2 separate regions of the Zea mays genome follow, and region 1 is linked to region 2. The links are chromatin contacts, called in public Hi-C maps. All regions are on one chromosome and are shown on one strand. The core of a region is the stretch at or near the end of the contact, and the rest is flanking DNA. Distances in the headings are between cores, read along the strand shown.

Evidence for each region. A called contact is a pair of places that touch in the nucleus more often than the background predicts.
Region 1: a contact with region 2 is called in a Hi-C map of endosperm, with 6 times the contacts expected there. The contact joins the promoter of LOC100282819 here to the promoter of LOC103653128 in region 2. A contact is called at or near these places in 3 of 25 Hi-C or Micro-C datasets (ear, endosperm and tassel).

What each region holds. Positions count from the first base shown.
Region 1 is chr4:39,984,405-39,991,046 of Zm-B73-REFERENCE-NAM-5.0, reverse strand. It overlaps LOC100282819 (60S acidic ribosomal protein P1), which reads left to right and starts at 5,114. Exons shown (of 4, transcript NM_001294271.2): 1 at 5,114-5,159; 2 at 5,262-5,371; 3 at 5,467-5,590; 4 at 6,191-6,541. The coding sequence starts at 5,303. The coding sequence ends at 6,327.
Region 2 is chr4:39,786,469-39,793,173 of Zm-B73-REFERENCE-NAM-5.0, reverse strand. It overlaps LOC103653128, which reads left to right and starts at 3,042. Exons shown (of 1, transcript XM_008680090.2): 1 at 3,042-4,438. The coding sequence starts at 3,124. The coding sequence ends at 4,257. LOC118476896 (a long non-coding RNA gene) reads right to left here and starts at 2,419. Exons shown (of 2, transcript XR_004857718.1): 1 at 2,104-2,419; 2 at 1,448-1,980.

The DNA of each region.
Region 1 (6,642 bases), core at 3,865-6,364, 200 kb before region 2:
GACCTCTCTCCTTCAACAAACCAATTTCGGCAAGCAGAACCCTGGCCTATGTTATCTCCAAGTCTGTGGGGGATTCAGTCCAACTTGGAGCACAAACATCTGACTGTCTCCCTGACCGAGGGGGAGGGACTTGCCATGATTCTCTACAATAAACCACTCCAAGCGCCATCCTTTGATGCTGTCCTTGAGTGGGATGTCGAGGTACTATCTTCCTCCCACGATGCATCTCCAAACTCACACCACCCACGAGCTGGTGCTGCCCCCGGCCATTCTAGGCCGACAATGATATAAGTACTTCCACAAGCCAAAATGCGGCAGAATTCTGAGGTAGGCTTCACACAAGTGAACAAAAACAGAAACTTGCAGAATAGAGTTGAGATTCAGATGAGTCAGATTCAGATGGTAGAAATCAAGGAGACCATGAAAGAAAGGAGAAATAGGAAGAGCAAGGCCGCAGATGAGAAAAGGAATGTAAATAACAGACTCGTGGGTATCCTCCGTTGGGACAGTAACCCCACGACAGATCTGCCAAGAGCAAAGCTCCTTTGGAGGAAGAACTCCGACGGAGACAAGATGGAGAAGGTCCGACTCAGAAACAACAGACATATGATTACCTGTGAAAGGTAATTGGCTGTTGGGATCGATGGGAGGAATAATCGCAGCGGTGGAATTCTGACTCTTCGCTTGGGCGCCATCTCAATCTCGTCGGCGAACTGGGCAGAAGCGAGATCACAGGGAAACAGAGAAGGTCTAGAAGCAGAAAGTAAGGCTAGGGCTCAGAATACAGAGGCATGCGACGACGCGGTACAAATGGGGTTTTCCCGGGTCAGACACCGATTCTAAAAGTGCCAGTCATCACTTGATTGTTACTTCTAAAATGCCGACGTGGCTCAATGTAACTCAACCGTTATTTCTAAAACACTGACGTCATCGGTCTTCACTCAGTTGTTACTTCTAAAACGCCGATGTGGCTCAATGTAACTCAGCCGTTATTTCTAAAACGCTGACGTCACCGGCCTTCACTCGGCTGTTACTTCTAAAACGCCGACGTGGCTCAATGTAACTTAGTCGTTATTTCTAAAACGCGGACGTCACCGGTCTTTACTCGACTGTTACCTCTAAAACACCAGCGTCGCAAAAACCATTCAGCTATTACCTCTGAAGATACTGACAGTAAATCAGCCATTTTTTCTCTAAGAATATGTAGGCGGACTTAAAAATGCGACTAAACAATTCCAAGTTGTTACTTGAGCATTACCTCTGAGAAGAACGGCTACATTAAGCACAAGTACAATCGATCGACCGACTGCAAAAGGAACGACAGAAAAACAAGAAATGCACACAGAACAAGCTGAAGTCTTCTTCATTATATAAGGAGGGGAAGTATTTTCACAAACTTAAAAACCAACTCATTATGAGTTGGTCTTCTTCCCACTATTCGATACATTACACTACTACATTACATTTCACTACACTATACTACTAACTACTACTATATTATTCTACTAATACTACTTCTACTGCTATTTATGTATACTAACATCTAAGCCAGTGGCACTTAGCCACTGGCCTTGCCGCTGCCGCTGCCGCCCTTGCTATCGCCCTTGCCGCCGCCCTTACTGCCGTCACCATCACCGTCGCCCCCGTCGTCGCCGTCGCCCTCGCCGTCGTCGTCACCGTCGTTCCCCTCCTCGGACGAGTCAGAGGAGTTCCCCTCGTCCGAGGAGACCTCCGACTCATCCGAGCCCTCGAGCCCAGCAAGCTCGACGGCCCGGATGTATGTCCACACTTCTGCAGCAATCCCCTGGGAATCGTCTGAGTCGTCAGACGATGCCGGGGGAGGGGCATGGACCGGCGATCCCTCGAACTCAGAGGAGAACTCCTCCTCCGAGTACTCGGAATCGCCGAAGTCCTCCGAGGGAGGAGTCGGCTCACGCTTCCGCTTGTCGCCGGAGTGGTGCGAGGAGCTTTCGCCTTTCTTGCTCTTGCCCATGGTGGAGTAGAAGAGAAGAGAGTAAGCAGCAAGCGGCAGAGAGATGTGTGAAGACACCAGTGAAACAAGCGCTCTATTTATAGAAGAAGAAGGCAACCGCTCATCTCCTACCACGGTCACTGAACAATCACAAATATTCAATAAGCAATCCAAATCGTCTGCAAACAAGTCAGACGGCTGTCGCCGTTTCACGTAACACGACACCCATTGAGACTCAAGTCAACTGCTTGGACGGTATGATTACACCCGCGGTCACGTCAAGTTAACTACTCAGGGGCAGTTTGCTAAACGCTCAGCGCACCAAGTCGTCCCTTGCTCACACCCATTGGGGGGACGTCCAGGAATTTTCAATATATTTTCCCAAGCAGTCACATCCACACAGTATACATAATGAATGTATCAAGACAGAAGAAATATATCGATGGAGATCGAAGGAAAGCCAAAAATAGATGATGAAGTACAAGTCTAATCAACAGAAGCATTGAAGCGCGAAGTGATATGAAGACTAGCCAAGAGCCATCTACCAGATGTCCAATCTGTCGCAGATCAAATAAATTTCAAACCTAACAGGACATGGGCAGATCGCACGCTCGATCTCAAAGGCAAGACTGTACGCTAACCTCTAAAGCATAAAGTTGATGATATAATGCTGATCTCTAAGGCATTCGACGAAGAGGAAAGGATGATTTCTAAAAACAGCATGAGATGAAGACCTTTGAATGGATTATTTTCAGTAATCCACTCAAAGCTCGGGGGCTACACCCATTGGGTGCACCTCCGATGCACCCAATAGATCATCAACCCCAAAAGACAAAATGCTGATTTCTAAAGCATGAAATAAAAATAAAACAATGCTAACTTCTAAAGCATGAGTTCTAAAAAGACTTGAGATGAAGACCTTCGAGTGGGTTATTTTCAGTAATCCACTCGAAGCTCGGGGCTACACCCAATGAATCCTAAATTCCAGAAAGCAGAATGCTGATCTCTAAAGCATAAACCTGAGACAGAGCACCGATTTCTGAGGAATAAAGCGAAGACCGATGAATAATGGCAGAAGAAAACAACAGAAGATCGTTTTTACCAAGTCACTCAGAGTTCAGAAACAATGGCTTGGCGGACCTATTTTCAATGCATTCCTTATCAAAATCAAAAACCGCAAGCTGAACCTAGGATCTTTGGGCCGGTTATTTCTAAATCAACCCAAAGATCGGGGGCTTGTGGGGGACAGATATCCCCCGGGTCCACTGGAAGGCTAAAAGACCCCACGAAAGGCCTTGGGCCCAATAGTTCGTAAGGTCATTCCTTCGTGGGCCTGGGGAGGGACGTCCAGTGAAGTGGATTGACACAAGATTGGATCAACGCAAGCCTAGACGGCCTAATGAATTTGAGCAGCAATCGCGACAATGATCCGACCTTCTCGTACAATGTCCTCATACATCGAAACTGAACGGAGATAGGTCGGCAGAATTATAGGAAGATAGGCTCAGTCGGTTCACTATTACTTAGGCTCACGCTGTTATCATATCCGCATGTAACGCCCCACGGTCGAGTATATAAGGCCTAGGGGGCATCCCCTCAAAAAGATATATCTCACAACTTAGCCAGCCACTCAGTTCTCTAACATCCTCGATACTAGAGAACTCCCTTTGTAACCCATCACACAAAGTATCCACGCCAGGACGTAGGGTATTACGCACCTCGAAGCGGCCCGAACCTGTACAAAATTGTCCACGGTCTCTCGTGCATCTGGCACGAACCATCGAGCTACAGTCGGTAACACCGTCCTACCCCAAAAAGCACCTCGAGGGACAACCCTGGGTGCGCGATCGGACCCAAAACACCGACAACACGTCTATAGATGGCCAAACAGCGGCCCGGCACGGGCCAGACACCCGCGGGCCATAACACTGGTCCAGGCACGTCATGTTGGCCTGCTGGCTGTGCCGGGCCAGCCCTTTAGCCCGTCGGACCATTTGATTAAATCAACGTAAAATTTAAAAAAGGGTGGAGGATGTGGGGTTTGAACTCATTGCTCTGATGTAAGAAGGGCGGGAGACACTGGGTAAAGCTGTCTAACCAGTAGAACATCATGTTTATATGTTTTTAATATGTATATATATGTATATATGTTTTTTATAAAATAAAAAATATATAATCGTCTTAGGCCGGATCAGCACTACGGACCGAGGCTACAGCCCAAGCACGTCACGACGTTCTTGGCTCTTGCAAGCATGAAGTCGTTTCTGAGACCACATTGGCGCAATGGACTCTATGGTGTTTGAGGTTGCTAAATTGGATGGGGCAACAATTATTTGCCACAATAACAGGAAATGAAATGTTATTTGTTGATTTTAAGCGTTAGTAATTGCTACGAAGTAGCATAATTTATATAGAGCGCATCCATATTTTATTGATGCCTGAATTTAGCAATCACTCTATATTTTGATTTATCCTTTTTATAAGTTTGAGTTCATGTGACTTATTTTAGAAACTTGAGCTCACAAACTTTTCTTATTTGGTCTATGTATGGTAGAATTATGTCATTTTATAATCTCTATTCGTTCAGTAGTCGCTGTGAACTCTTTTCTAGTCGCTCACTTCATTGACCGTGTTGTACCAAGATATATTGAATGGAGTAAATAATAACATCAGTTAGCCAAATCAAAAAATATATTATACGGAGAGCGGAGACAATCAATAAAAAATATTGAAATATTTTTACTGGATAGTTTATATAGGTATTGTTATAAGCCGTTTGCAACGCACGGGCAATCGACTAGTATTATTTAACGTGTGTGCTTTGTTTCTTTAATGTCATTTTGTCATTTTTTTTTCTCATGCGATGAACACGAAGATGACAATTCGCAAAACAAAATGATTACGATTCTTAAACCTTTAGTCGGCCGGGGCATGGCATGGCATGTCAAAAGCAAAACAAAATGGCTTATGGAAAACTGGAAGTGCCTAGTCAGTCCAACCCAAAGAGCGATGACGACGCAGGGAACAAAGCCCACGACAAGGCCCAATACGGCCCAAACTTCTGCCACTGGCAAAGCCCTACCAACCCAAGCACCTATATTATGTCCACCCACGCCGCCTCCCTCCGAAACCCTAGAAGCCTCCACCCTCCAGCGCCTCCACCTTCCTCGCCGCCTCACTCCCTCTGGTACGTGCCGTCGGCTCCACCTCTGGCTCGCGCCCTTGCTTGCCGCCGCTGCCGCCGCGATTGGCGCCTAACCTCGGTGTCGTGTTTTTCTTTTCTTAGCAGAGGTCGCAGATCCGTCCGGTTAGACGAAGCCGCCCGCACCCATGGCCTCCGGTGAGCTCGCCTGCACCTACGCCGCCCTCATCCTCAGCGACGACGGCATCGCCATCACCGTGCGTTCTCTCACGCTGCAGTGTTCTTTTAATCTCAGAGTTTTCTTTTTTTTGAGCGGTCGCGTGGTTATGTGGGGGGTGTTTCTTGTTTGCAGGCCGAGAAGATCGCCACCATCGTGAAGGCGGCCAACATCAAGGTCGAGTCCTACTGGCCGGCGCTCTTCGCTAAGCTCCTGGAGAAGCGCAGCGTTGAGGATCTAATCCTCTCCGTGGGATCTGGTATGCACCCTGTCTTGCTATCAAGATACTTTCGTGTGTTTATATGCCGGTGGATGGTGGTTATTCTTGTAGATTTACCTTATTCGGTTATGTCCCTAGTTTTTTTTACAATCTTAATTCTTAACGTCTTTAAATATTGTTCGTATTACCCAACCCTGTGATAGGGTCAGTTCTGTCCTACTTGACCGATTAGTAGTACATTATAAGATCTCACATTCATTGTAACCGAACCTTACTGTGTATTTGTACTCACTAAACTGAGTATTAAGTATCTTTCTGTTTACTTGAATTGAACCTTAGTTTTTTTTTCAATGCTAAATTTGACATGTATGTGACTCCAATCTTCATTGTGCTAGTGAAATGGAGAGGCATTGCCATGAGTACATTCAGGATGCATTTGGCCCCTTATTTTGTTCCAGAATTACCTTACATCCACTAATGAGTTCCCTGTGCATGTTTATACTGGTTTATACTGGAACTTCATGCTAGATTGTGTTAATTTGTCGCCCTTTGTGTTGTTAGTCTTGAATTTGTGCATAAGATTTTTCCAGTTCTATTCTGAAAGGACTAACAATTTGCTGTATTGAAATTCGTTTGTAGGTGGTGGCGCTGCTCCAGTTGCTGCTTCCGCCCCAGCTGGGGGTGCTGCAGCTGCTGCTGCCCCTGCTGCAGAGGAGAAGAAGGAAGAGCCCAAGGAGGAGTCTGATGACGACATGGGCTTCAGCCTGTTCGACTGAGACCCTCGCTACCCAGCCATTAGCAAATTCGCTTATGCTGTCCAAGACTTATCTTACGTTATGTCTGTAGGCTTTTGTTATTACAAGTACTCAAGTTTTGAGTTTTTGAGATGTGGCTATGACAATGTGATGAAGAACCCTAAACCATCGTATTAGAGTGAAACTTGTTTCTATATAGAGTTCCAAGTTTCTTGAACCTCAAACTTGCTCTGGTTGATGCTCTGATGTTTTCAGTCGGTGCTTTTTAATCGAAGTCAACCGATTTTCGAATTGTTTGCTGAATTGCACGGTGATCTTTTTAGCCTCACTGTCACT
Region 2 (6,705 bases), core at 1,793-4,292:
TTATTCCAATCGCCTTCAATTTACTGAGTTTTTTTTGCAGGTGCCCACGCGGAGTCGCGGAGTCCGAGCGTAGCGTGGAGTCCTTCCGTGCGTTGGCCCACGCGGAGTCCGAGCGTCCAGCCCACGGTCTGCTCGGCGGCTAGGACGGAACTATAAATACATGTAAAACTTTCCTTTAATAATGCGGAGGGTCCTTGGGCTTCCTCTGAGACTCGATCTTGCGCTGATGGAGCTCTTCGGATCTAGCGTATTTCTCGAACGGCTGATAGAGCTCTTGGAGATTTTTTAGTGGGTCCCTGATGCAGTGACTGTATAGGACGCCAGCCTGAAGGCCACTGATGGCGTAGTGTATGGCGATGTGGTCGTCGACCGAAGGCAATTGTGACTTGAGAGTCAGGAACTTGCGGTAGTACTCCCGTAGGGTTTCCTTCTCTTGCTGTTTGCAGAGTGATAGCTCGGCCAAAGCATCGGTGTCGGGTCGGTATCCTTGGAAGTTGAGCAGAAACTTGTCCCGGAGTCCTTTCCAGGAGTCGATGGACAATGGGGGCAACCTGGTGTACCAGGTCAAGGCCGGACCCTCGAGGGCGATGATGAAAGACTTGGCCATTGTGGCGTTGTCCCCTCTGGATGATGCGACGACGATTTGGTAGCTCATGATATATTGTGCTGGGTCGGTGCAGCCGTTGTACTTGGGTAGGTCCCTGCCCTGAAGTTGGCGGGCCACGGTGACACTTGGAGTTGCAGAGCCAGGGGGCTTCGCTTATCAAGGTAGTTGATGCCTTGGAAAGCTACGGCGTGCGGGATGAAGGGCCCGCGCTGGGGTATGAATAAGTCTCCGGCTCGCACGCGCTATTGGAGGGCGGGCCGTGCTGCAGATCGTGCTGGCCTTCGCTCTGCATGAGCGCAATCTCTTGCTCGAGTTCCCGGGCTCTCTGCTCCTCGTCTCGTATCATCTGGCGCACCTTGGCTTGCGCGGTGACACGTTGGCGCTTGGCCTCGAGGATGTCTTTCTGTTTTTGGAGGTTGCGGTTCTTGATGCGCAGGGCCCATAGTTGTAGCTGTTCTTCAGCTGAGACGCCGATGACTTCGCTGTCCTCTGTTGCGTCTTCGCCCTCTGGTGGAGCGAAGCCTGGGGGTGGTGCTTGTGGTTCTCCGGAGCTACAGGTGCGTAGGGTGCATTCGAGAGTGGGTTGTTCGTGGCGCTGTCTCTTGTTGAGAACTTCGTCTTCGCAGGCTTCTTGGGGGTGTTGTCTGCGAGGGCCTTGCCTTTTTTCTCGGCTAGCAGCGCTGCCTTCGCTGCTTCGGCGACGGATGGGGCTGCCTTCGAACTAGCTCTCTTGGGTGCCATCGCGGGTAGTTTGTTCGTAGCACGAACGATGTGCGCCAAATGTAGGAACTTGCTCTCCTGGGCAAGTAGATCCAACGGGGAAGTGGAAAGAGTGCAAGCAAAGTTTAATGTGGGATGGTAATTGCTCTGTTAATCTGGCCTCTCAAGGGCACTGTACGGGGGTATTTATAGGTACCCGAGTGTCCAACGTCCCAAGACAAGGATGTTTATGCCCTCGGATACCCGGACTATCCCTATAATATTCTCATAAAAGGAGGTTACAGACCGTTATTACAGAAAAGCTATTACAGATGAGGCCCGTAATATGCTTGTCCACGCGGGGCCCGTTACAGACTTACAGTGGGCCAAATTCCGCGTGGGCCTCCGGGCGAGACGAGGACGCGGGACTAACAGACTACGTCGGAGTCTGAATCTGGCCTTCGTCTTGCGATGGAGATGACAAAGGGCAACTGCGCCGACCATCTCGCCTTCGTTGGTGCAGCGAAACGACGAAGGCTTCGCGTGAAGGGTAGCGTCTTCGCCTTCGCCTCAACAGACTCCATCCTCAATTATATTTCATAAGAATAGATCTACTTCGTTATTCAGCTTCCAAAGGAGGATGACTGCTGTCAAGTACCTGAATACACGTAGACCTGGTTTGATAGACTGAAAAAATGAGTTGACATACCAACTTAAAGTAGTCTACACAAACCTGGGGCACACAACTAACAGGATTGAACATGGGGATTTCGTGTCATGACAGAGAAGAGACTCACCCACCGTATCTCGGCGGAAGGTGCCACCTTTCAGCTCCAGAACGCCCAAGGAGACCGTAGATCTATGAGAAGTCTGGTGCGCATGCCAATCATGAGATCTAAGGCGCAGGCATGGCACGCGCTGTCTCTGATCCGGGAGGAGATGAGGAACGCCGCCGCCTTCGTCTTTGCTCTCTGTGGCACAGAAACATGGCACGCCCTGACTCTGGCTCTGGCGCTGGCTCTGGCTCTGACTCTGACTCTTGCTCTGGTCGGGGAAGAGGAACCCCCGTCGCCATTTTCGTCTTTGCGCGGTTAGGGGGAAGAAGTATCTATCTTGTTGTCGTTCCTGTTTCGCTTGCTAGGATGACGTAGCATACAGACACGTGGGCCCGTCACCGTCTCACGGTACGTCGGTCTCAGGTTTGGGCTTCCCTGCTCCTTTTGTCTACATCCGTAATGGGCCCACGGATCCACGTCAATCTGGCCCTGGGCCGGCAAATATTTGGCTATACGAAAGCCGAAGCCGCCGGCGCATGCGCTGCGCCACCACCTTCCTCGCTCGGTCCAGCGCGAGCTTGAGCTCCAGCTCGAACACTCCTCGTTCACGATGGACGCGACCCACTGCGGCAGACAGGTCCATGCCCGTCAGCAGCTCCAGGACGATAACGCCCAGGCTTTGATTTCAGAGTTGTTATTTTATTAGGTGGTTAATTACAAACAAACCGCTCCTAATTTGTTGGATGGTAGTTTCGCGCGGTTGTTTGGGCGAACCAGCTACCTGGCTCCGATTCGAGCGGAGGAGCCAGATAGCCTCTCATCTCATCGCCCAGGCTCATGATTATATTATATTATATATAAGCGAGCCAGATAGCCTCTCATCTCATCCCGTGCTATCTCATCTCATCTCGTAGCACAGGCACAGCACCTCTGCGTCTCAAGATTAGAGATCGATTAGCAGGGCGAGACGGCGAGTTGATAGTGCTTATTATTCGATTCGACGACCCAATCTGATCTAGCTGGTGACCACCTACCACCATCATGTGCATCATGTTGATGAACGACGGCCACAGCGGCAGGGCTAGCATCCAGCCACCGCCGCAGGTCCTCGCCTCTGTTCCCTTGCTCGTCTACGAGTACGAGGATGCTGCCGCTGTTGATCCAGCAGACGACTCTGCTCCTACCGCCTTCAAGATGCTCATGTATAGCCTGCCTGAGCGGAGCATCGTCTACACGCACGACAATAGGCCTCCCATGATGATGGAGGGCAACTTCTGCTTCACCACGCCTCAAGGATGGCTGGTCATCCTTGGACAAGAGTCGGAGGCCTCTATGTGGCATCCGCTCACCGGGGAGACCATCACCCTGCCACCCATACACGACATCCCCGTCACCTGTAAGTGCCTCCTCACCCACAGCTCCGTCGCCCACCCGGACTGCGCCGTCGTTCTCCTCGACGTCACCGACCCTCTCATGTGGTTCTGCCGTGTCAATGGAGAGGCTGATCGGAGGAGGTGGGGGCAGCACGCCTACGACATTGGTGACTACTTCTTCCCCGAGGAGTTCCGCACCCCCACTACGCCCACCAAGAACGTCATCCATGACGTCGCCGCGCTCGGAGGGAAGCTGTACTTTCGCTTCACGGAATCAGATCAGCACAAGATGGGCGTCGTCGACTTGGACTTCCCGTCTGATCCTGGCCATCCTCCCACCGCAGTGTTCGATGAGTTTGATGTCTGTGCAGAGTTCGACCTCGTTCCCGAGGGCATTTGCGCTGCTTGCATCCACTTGGTAGAGTCCATGGGCGAGCTTTTGGCTATCTGCTACTACTACGTGGATTTCGATCCCACCAATATTAGCTCAGCTCGTATCTTCAAGATGGAGAAAACCTACGACGACGAGGACGAGGAACTTGTGGCCTGGCGCCCGGTGGATGATGTTGGGGACAGGGCTTTCCTATTGACAGGCACCAACATGGCAACTTGGTGCTATGCAAGCACCAATAATCTTAGAGGGAACACCTTCTACTTTCTGGCCCACTTAGTATCTGGTCACAGGGATCTATGCATCTATGATGTCCAGAAGCAGACTATGGAGGTTGTCCAGGTTCATGATTATGAAGATATGGAGATCGTGCGCACAATGCCATACTGGATTAATGTACCTCCATGTTAGTATTAGCCCATTAGATTATATTTTATTTTAATTACTATAGCTTGCTCCTACTATTACATAGTACCTTTTTATTTAGTATACCTTGCTGCTACTACTTAGTATATTTGATTCAATAAAAATGTAATTTGCTCCGATTTTTAGCACTGTTCGTGTATGGATGGCTGAGTTGGATGTATGGATGACCCGAATATATGGTTGACATTATTACTTCTAAAATATTGTTGAATGGATGTTCACAATAAAATTTTCTTATGATTCAATGTATTAATATGTCTAATACCGCTTGAATCCAATAAAGATACAATTCGTCCTGGAATTGGCGTGTTTCAAATCAGATTAGTAAAAGGGTGCTCTGAAATCATGCATTCTCCTCTAGAACGAGCAACTAAGGTTCGGTCAGGCACCTAAAAGTGAATCCATACCCATACCCAAGAAAGATTCAATATAGAAAAATACAATCCTTTTCTTTTCTGTATCTCATACCAAAACATAATCAAATATATTTTTTCTTATCTTTTTATCGTTCCTGTCAATGTCACCATGTTTTTTTACGTCATGAACCCCCCATCATATCCCATATAGAAAAACACAATCAAATTACACGCAACTATACCATTCATAAATGTGCCTTGAAATAAAATTCTCATCATGTTTTTTTCCTATGTCATAAAAAAGCCCATCATATTCAATATAGAAAACACAAAGTCCATGCAAGTATAACTTTTCCAAGTGTGAGTTGAAACAAAATTCTCGATGCTTAGAAGTTCACATACTGTATATTGCTAAGATATATTTTTCCTCGCGAGGTCATCCGATTTCCATTCCACAAAAAGGAAGTACAAGAGAGTTTTAGAACGGCAAAAGAAGAGGAGGTTTAAACAGAAATGCTATCCTATTACATCAACTAATGCTCTGCGGCGTCACAGTCCAGTCGTCGACAACATTAAAATAGAGAAAAGCGGCAGATAAGTTTAAACCTGAAACAACCTCGATATGCCTCCTAGCGATCCACTCATGTTGGTTGATTCTTGTCCTCCTCCAGTAGGTTGCCACTAGTCTTCTCCTACTGCACATTCTCTTCATGTTGTAGTGCTACCAGTATTTCCTGTTCTACCTTCAATAAACGCTTCACGCTCCATTTCTTTGAAGAGACATGTACAATATCTTATCAAAGCACATGCCAGACGAAGAATCGCAATAGAATTTGACACTTCTTTTCACACCACACCATTTTTAACACTAGGACACCAACTTCAAGTGTTCATCTTCCACAGAGCTTATACATAGATTAGGCACTTACATGTAACCAAATGGTGTGTCCATTGGTATGGATGCGTCGTACAATTGTCTCCTAGGATTAGATACTCATTCGTTGCACCCCTTCCCGTGTATAAATATGTACAAAGATCAATAGAAATGACACTTTTTCCATTCTCTACTTTTCACTTTACATTCTAGCTTTCTACACGTTATCATGCACGTAATTGAACACCAAAAGTGGCGACGGTATCATGCAGAGTTCGACCTCATTCCCGAGGGCATTTGTGCTGCCTCCATCCACTTGGTAGAGTCCATGGACGAGCTTTTGGCTATCTGCTACTTATACATGGATTTCGATCCTACCAACATTAGCTCAGCTCGTATCTTCAAGATGGAGAAAACTTGTGGTGACGAGGAACTTGTGGCCTGGCACCTGGTGGATGATGTTGGGGACAGGGTTTTCCTCTTGACGGGCACCAACATGGCAACTTGGTGCTATGCATGCACCAATAACCCAAGAGGGAGCACCCTCTACTTTCTGGTCCACTTAGTAGCTGGTCATAGGGATCTATGCATCTATGATGTCCAGAAGCAGACTATGGAGGTTGGTCAGGTTCACGACCACGAAGATCTGGAGATCATGCACACACAGTCATACTGGATTAATGTACCTCCGTGTTAGCCTTAGCTCATTGCATTTTATTTAATATAGCTTGCTGCTACTATTACTTAGTATATTGATTCAATAAAAAATGTAATTTGCTCCGGTTTTTGGCACTGTTCGTATATGGATGGCTGAGTTGGATGTATCATGTATGGATGACCTGAATGTATGGTTGAGATTATTACTTCTAAAATATTGTTGAATGGATGTTCACAATAAAATTTGTTATGAGTCAATGTATTAATATGCTAATATTGCTTGAATCCAGTAAAGATACAATTGGTCCTGCATTGGCATGTTTGAAATCATATTAGTAAAAGGGTGCTCCGAAATCATACATTCTCCTCTACGGTCAGGCACCTAAAAGTGAAACCATACCCATATGCAAGATAGATTCAATATAGAAAAATATAATCGTTTTCTTTTTCCTGTCTCATACCAAAACATAATCAAATCAATTTTTCTTATCCTTTTATCTTTTCTGGCAATGTCATCATGTTTTTTACGTCATGAACCCCCCCCCC